Regions from separate parts of the Mus musculus genome. Here region 1 is linked to region 2. Evidence: chromatin contacts called from public promoter capture Hi-C data. All regions are on one chromosome and are shown on one strand. Each heading gives the region's core, a stretch centred on a gene start, on an enhancer-like site or on the middle of the called end of the contact. The rest is flanking DNA. Distances are from core to core; before and after follow the strand shown. Region 1 holds the start of 1700014D04Rik (spermatogenesis-associated protein 31D1). Region 2 has its middle 6.7 kb from the start of Gm34788.

The links. Promoter capture Hi-C pulls out the DNA fragments that hold promoters and counts their contacts.
Region 1: a contact with region 2 is called in a promoter capture Hi-C map of embryonic stem cells, with 2.2 times the contacts expected there. The contact joins the promoter of 1700014D04Rik here to the enhancer-like site in region 2. A contact is called at or near these places in 10 of 39 promoter capture datasets (3T3-L1-derived adipocytes, the C10 cell line, the HPC-7 cell line and 6 more), 11 of 484 Hi-C or Micro-C datasets (B cells, CD8 T cells, the CH12 cell line and 8 more) and 2 of 9 other capture datasets (adipose tissue and liver).

Annotation. Positions count from the first base shown.
Region 1 is chr13:59,744,906-59,748,697 of GRCm38.p6, reverse strand. 1700014D04Rik (spermatogenesis-associated protein 31D1) reads left to right here and starts at 1,827. Exons shown (of 2, transcript XM_017315672.2): 1 at 1,827-1,943.
Region 2 is chr13:59,422,277-59,425,700 of GRCm38.p6, reverse strand. No RefSeq gene overlaps it. Among named protein-coding and RNA genes, the nearest start is that of Gm34788, 6.7 kb to the right of the region's middle. Within about 2 kb of position 1,605, at least 1 of the 459 cell types and tissues checked has an H3K27ac peak or open chromatin away from gene starts, as enhancers often do. A contact at or near this core is called in embryonic stem cells, where this site is marked.

The DNA.
Region 1 (3,792 bases), core at 578-3,077, 320 kb before region 2:
CAGCTGTTGAGGGGTTGCACTTTTTAATTCAGGCTTGAAGCTTTGATCTCTGTGAAACACAATTCTTCAACCTAGCTGTGAGCCCCTTCTCCCCAAGCCTGTGACCTCCAAGTTTCCATATCGCTCTCCTAGGTTCTACATGAAGCCTTGGCCAAGGTTGCAAGCCAAAGGAGTGGAACTTGTCCTCTGGACAAGACATGTGTGCTTAACTGGTGGGGTTCTGCCTCACTTGGAGTCTATCCCCTCCCGGGAGAGCTAGTAAGAGGCATGAGAAGCATGCAGACAGGCTGGAGCACAGCAGACAGAAGGGAGCATCAAGAGCAGGGATGAGGGGGTGAAGTGGGGCGTGGGCCATTCAGTCTTGGGTTCTTTTAACCCTGAGAGGAAATGCTACTTGGAGAACATGTGACACACTCTTCAGTTTGGGGGCTGTGGGGGACATTACCAGGCAGTGACAGCAAGTGTATTTTAGAAATAATCAGTGACAGAGCTCAGCCCAGGTTCTTCCCTGGCTTTGACAATCCTGAGTCCCACTCTGTCACCAAGGACTTGGGGACTTACCCTAAGTGTGTATTGTTGATCAGGCCCATGAGGGGATCATGCAATCACTGACATGACCAGGGACAATCTATACGTGGAGAAATGGAGATCACAATAATGATGTATGTGGGAGAAATGAAAGGAGGGAAGATGGACTCTTCTCACACAAGAACAGTACATTGATTTGTGAGAGGAAGTTTGTGTGTGTGTGTCTGTGTGTCTGTGTGCATGTGTGTCTATATGTGTCTGTGAGTCTGTCTCTGTGTATGTGTGTCTATATGTGTCTGTCTGTCTGTGTGTCTGTGTATCTGTATGCATATGTGTATCTGCATGTGTCAGTGTGTATGTGTATGTGTCTATGTGTATCTGTGTATCTGTGTGTCTCTGTGTGTCTGTGTGTCTGTGTAACTCAGTTAACTTGAAGTTTCACTAATTTCAGAAACATAAATGGAATAAATTAGACCAAAGAATGCCTGAAGATGCAATTGTATCCATTTAGCATAATCTATATTTTATATGAGTTTGACGATTTGAGTCCACCCCGATTAAAGATGTGAAAGTACTGTCAGGAACATGAAAATGTTCTCATCAGCATTTATAAATGTAGAAAGGAATGAATCTGAGTGAAAAGAAGCTATTTCATAGGTGACATGTACTGGAAGACATTTGTGCCTGAGACTAAAAATCCAGCCAGAAGCAAGAATTCCAGTTCCAGAAGCTGCTGGCCTTCTGGTGTGTGACATCATAACTGAGAGTAGCAGAACCATAAGGAGCTGAGGTGAAGCCACACACACACACACACACACACACACACTCAAACACTCACACACACTCACACACACACGGACACGCTCACAGACACTCACAGAGACACACACACACAAAGACAGACACACACTACACACACACACACAGATACACACAAGCACATTCACATAGAGACACAGACACAAACACACTCACACACAGACACACACACACACACACTGTGACCCTGGCCAGAGAGAGGGCACACAGGGAAGCAGGATGGGACTGGAGCAGCAGGCTTGGGCAGAGATGCCTCGGCTGGGACTTGGAGGGGTGCTGGTGGAGGGGAGTATTGAGGCTCACCCTCCTCCCTGCACTCACAAACCCTCTATGACTCTTCCCTGCTCTGTGATGCAGTGATGCTGCTTACAGCGAGGCCCACACAGCCTCAGCTCTCCTGGCAGCTGTGTGAGTCACTATGCGGAAGGTGCTCTCCATTCTGAGCAGCGCTACGGAACCATGGCTGAGCTTTGGCTCAGTGCTCTTGGACACTGGCCCACTCTACCTTGCTGAGTGCAGGGGTTGCTTCTCCTGTTCCTGTCACACCTCATACTGACTTCATTCTGTTGCTGTGGAAACGTCAAGGCCTCGGAAAGGTGAGGCAGAAGCGGTGAACTCCCTGGAGCGAGTCTTGGTTAATAGGATTGGGTGAGTTTAGAGTTTGGCTCCGTGTCTGAAGGGGGATGCTGAGGAGAGAAGAGAGCACTACTTCCCTAGGGAATGAGGTCTGGCAGGGCGGGGATCCAAGGAGGACCAAGGTTGTCACCTGGGCCCACGGACACCTCTCTGGGTGCACAGATCCCTGGTCTCATTGGCTTAGTTCCACATGATGGGTTCTCTGAAGAGCAGTATCTCCTGACACTTAGTCTGCCATGTCCCACCTCTCAAGCTCCTTCAGCAGGCCTTTCCTTAGCTGGGCTGGTGGAGAGGCCCCTGAGAGACTCTGAGCAAAGCCTGGAGGAGTCTAAGCTCTGTCCCTAGGACGCGGAGCTTTCCGAGGTGCTGAGCTGAGGCTGCTGGCCAGAGTCAATACCCAGAGTAGAGTGCTTGGGTCTGAGAGCACCCTTTATGATGTCACAAACTCTCCCTTTAGTTTCCCAAAGAACAATTGAGAATGATGACTGTCTTTCAAAGTTAGGACGGGAAACTGTTATTTGAAGTCGGTGTTCTTGTATATTAGCCGTCCAAGAGAAGCGGGGGGGGGGGGGGGGGGAGTCCCTACTCCCCCATTCTTTTGTTCTTAGCACAGGGTGGGACCAACAGAACAGCAGCAGGTGGTAGTAAAGCTGTCGCCTGCTCTGTTCCACCTGAGCCCCTCAAGGAGCCCCCTCCCGAGATCCTCGGCCCACAGTCCAATGACATCATTTTCTAGGCACAGTTCCTCTCAGGAGACAGCTCTCTCAGAAATGGCTTACACCTGGGGCATTTCTCCAAGCAGCGGCTCTTGGAATGTGGTGGTTTGAGTGAGATGTCGCCCCATAGTCTCAGGCATTTGAATGCTTGGTCTCCAATAGGTGGCGTTGCTTTGGGTGAGGCTCCAGAGGCATAGCCTTGTTGAAGGAAAAGTATGTCCCCAGGGAAGAACTGTAAGAGCTTAAAGACTCACACCATTTTAAGTCTGCGCCCTCTGCTTCCTGCTTCCTGCCTGAGGCTCGAGATGTGGGTTTTCCACTCTTCCTGCCACCATAGCTACTGGCCTGCTGACTAAGATTCTTGGCACAACAGACTCTTAATCCTTTGGAACTGTAAACCCACACGCATCCTTTCATCTACAAGTTGCTTTGCTCTTGCTATTTTTATCACAGCAACAGAGAGGTGGCTAATACAGAAATCGGTATGAAGCAGTTGGTAAGAAGGGCACTGGGTCCTTCTTGCTCGCCAAGAGAAGTTTAAGATGGCCCACTGGTTGCTTGAAGTCATGACTTCTGTCTCCTGACATCATCATGTAAAATGCTGTGCTCCTCCTGAGCACGCAGGTATCTTCTGTTTCCCATAAAAGGACTCTTATAGAGTCTTTGTGTCTCAACCTTCATTTCTGTATTAGTTATGTTTACTGTTGCCACAATGCAATACTGTGACAAAAGCTATCTAGTAAGAGTTTGCTTTGGTTTACAGTTCAAGCATACACTCTGTCCTGGTGGGGAGGCCAGGGTAATGGGAGCTTGAGGTGGCTCATTACATTGTATCTGCTGTCAGGAGGCTGAGATTCATGACGGCTTGCTTTCTCTGTGTAAAAGAAGTCCAGGGCCTCAGCCTGCTGACCAGGGCTGCCATTTAGCATGGGTTTTCCCATCTCATTAAGCTAATCTAGAAGATGCCTCACAGCCATGAGCAAGGACTCCTTTCTAAGGCTTATTGATCCCACCAAATTTCCATTTGAGGCTAACAACCACAATGCCATATAAACTACTGTTCATGTTTTCCAGTTTGGAGAGCTTTCCAGAG
Region 2 (3,424 bases), core at 356-2,855:
ATGAGAGCCCAGGCCTTCTTCTCCACCACCTTTCTAATATTTACCCTGCACATTTCTTCCTTCTTACAGGGTCAGCATTTCAAGCTCTCATTTCAAATATGAGTCTCTTGGATCCTATGGCCACCCAGTCCCAGGGTCTATCATATTCCCAGAACCCAGGTTGGTGCCTGCACATAGAAGGCCTCAGTTAAAATCTACCAGAGGCTACTGTTCTTCACTGCACCACACTGTGCAGCCTGGGAGACTCCTTGGTTGTGGCCAAAGATGGAATCAAGGACCCTGCCCCTCCAGGGGTGGGAGACATGTCAGAAGGAAGTACAGGAGAGTGTCAAAGCTAGAAGACAGACCTCTTGCATGATCAGCTTGCTTTTTCTGAGCTGTAGGGGTTTTTTCCCTTTTCTTTCCTGTCTGGTGGAATCAGAATAGTATTATTCTGGCTGGCTGCTGTACAGTCCTGGATGTACCCTGCGCATAACAAACCATCACAGTACACTTTAGTTCCTGCACTTAGCCGATCTGACCTGAGCACAAAGCTATGCAGAGAAGGGCACCCTGGATTCAGCATCCTGAGACCTGGTGATTTCCTTCTTAGCCCCAGTCTTGCCCTGGTTATCATCCTTGTTTAAAAGTCATCTTGTCTACCACACAGGTAACCACAGTGTGAGGCTGGGGCTCATGTGTAAGACCTCAGCTAAGGAACATGGGTGGCCACGGGGATTCAGCTGGGGGAAGCAGCCGTCCCTTTCTGCAGACATGCAGAATGGTGCCATCACAGCTGGCCACTGCTGGGTAAGGGGTAAAGAATACGTGGTTTATGCACAAGATGCGTAAAATTAAGCCATAAACAGCTTTGATAAAAGGTTGGACGAAATTACCCTGCATGAGTGGACAATGTGGCTCTGAGAAAATATGGGTTATTAATAAGTGAAAATTGAAGCACAAGACATGGGTATGAATTATCGGTCAGGAAGACTCCAGAAGAACCCAAACCAATACAGGCTATTGCTGCTGTCCTTGGCTACTCAGTATAAATATAGTAAGATCCAATTTCTGAGAACATCAGTCATTTTGAACGCTAGTCGGGAAGCAAGGCAGTAGGCAGCCATGGAGGCCAGAACAGCGGAAAGCACACATCTCTGGTTGCAAACAGGAAGCAGAGAAAGTTGAGCTGGGGATGGTGGGATGCTTTAAGCTTCACAGTCAGCCCCCAGTGACACAGATCCTCCAGGATGGAATACCTTCCAAGCCTCCCCAGGCAGCAGTGCCAACTGGAGAGCAAGAATTCAAATACCCAAGAATATGGGGGCATCTCATTTAAACCACCCCAGCTGCCGAACCACCGTTTGCCTTTTTTTTTTTAATTTTTTTAATTAGGTATTTTCCTCGTTTACATTTTCAATGCTATCCCAAAGGTCCCCCATACCCACCCACCCCCAATCCCCTACTCACCCACTCCCCCTTTTTGGCCCTGGCATTCCCCTGTACTGGGGCATCTAAAGTTGGCAAGTCCAATGGGCGAGGTGGAGGTCTCACTACATTCCTCTCATTGTCCTAGAATTCTTGGGCTTACACAAACCCTTTCTCTCAGCCTGTGGAGGAGCTCCAGGGCCCTGCCCCTGACACTGGCGGCACAGCTAGTTTCAACTTGAATCTCAGAGGGCCTGAACAATGCTCAGACCACACAGAAGCTGTGAACGCTTGCCCTTCAATTACTGTGCTTTGGACTTGCTGGCAAAAGGTGACCCTGGTTACCATTCCATTCTTAAATCAATTTTAGCATCACACAATTTCACACTAGCAGCCCCCGAATTGTGACACCGGGATTGGACTCTACTTTCAGAAGTTGTTTCAAATGCTCTCACTTGCAGAATCTTTTTCTCTTCTTTATTAATTCAAAGTGGCTCTTCCGAGTGTTCCCTAAAGGTAGCTTCTATATAAACACGTCCTTGTGGACCTGTGTCCTTGGGGTTGCTCTGCTGGCCACAGGTGCTAGCAGAGATACCAGTAGCTCCAGTAGACAGGAGTGTCACCTGAGCTGCACAGCACGGCTTCCATCCTGCCGAGCCAGAATTCCCTTTACCTTGTGCTTCAGTTTATTGTCAGCGCCAACAAAGCTGCCTTGAAGCTTTTTTTTTTTTTTTTTTTTTTTTTTTTTTTTTTGTGGTTGCACCTGCTGGAGCTTGGCTGTGAGGTTTTGGATGACTGGTACACTCAGTCTCTACAGGCACCATCTCCCGCTCAGCAGCCTTCCTGGCTCTCCCCATCCCAAAGCTCCACAACAGGTAACCCACTGGCTTGGAAGGTGCTTCATCCTTCCTGTTCATGTAGGCCCACAGTCGAGTCTTGCCTGCATCTGCCCATTCCATGTCCTTGCCTTTCGGGGAGGATGGGGGGCGGTGGCTTGTGTCTCCTGGACCAATCCCCTTCCAATGGCGGATCTGAGGCATAACTCCTTCAGCCGTCCTTTCACAAGCTGCTTTCCTGTCTATCCAGTTTCTCAGAGACACGGTTGTTGAGACAACTTTCTCTCTGCAGGTATGGTCTTTAAGGGCTCTACTCCTTTGACAGTCAGGCACGTATCAGGTTACATGACAAGGTCCCATAGGGTATGAGGGGGCGAGGGGATGCAAGGCCAGCTAGATTCCTAGGCAGAAGAAGTCTCTGGGGGTGGGAGGGCATAGTGAAGTCTACTGGTTCTCATGACTTTGACCTTGGTGACCAAGCTAGCTCAGTCAGTCACCAGATTCTCCAGCACAGGAATGAGGATTAAAAAGAAAAAAGACAATTAGACAACATTGTAAGCATGACCCCATTCAGTTCTGAGACTGAAGGCTGGTTTATTTTTTCCCAATCCACTTTTATACCATTTTAATTACATCCAAGTAATAAGGGCGAGCAGTACAAGAAGGAACAAGCAAGGCAGTAAGCAGAGTCCCGTGGTCACTCCTGTGATCGCTGTTTCTGAGGGCTTGTTGGGATGAACAAGATATCTGAGCCTACTTCTTTGTCCAAGCCCCAAATCAGATTCCTGCCTGAAGCCTACTTCTTTGTTCCAGCCTAAAGTTAGATTCCTGCCTGAACTTACTTCCCTGTTCTAACCTAATGTCAGATTCCTGCCAAGTGGCCCCCAAAAGCTCTCCACACCTTGGTGACATCAAACCTTCATCATGGAGCTAAACATCTGGCCCAGACATCTGGAGCAGGGTGGGATGAGACGGTGGAGGATCAAGGAGCTGTTGCTGGTCTGGCTGTTGTCTTGTGCATGGAGGGAGCAGGTAAGAGGCTATGTCAGTGAGAGAGAGCATAGATGCGACCTTGCCTCTGCTCCACAGTCCTACGAAAGTCCATGCTGACTCTGAGGAGAAACACAGGGACTCCTAGGGTGTAAGGTTTGCCCCATGCACATGAGTCTATTCAAAGCCAC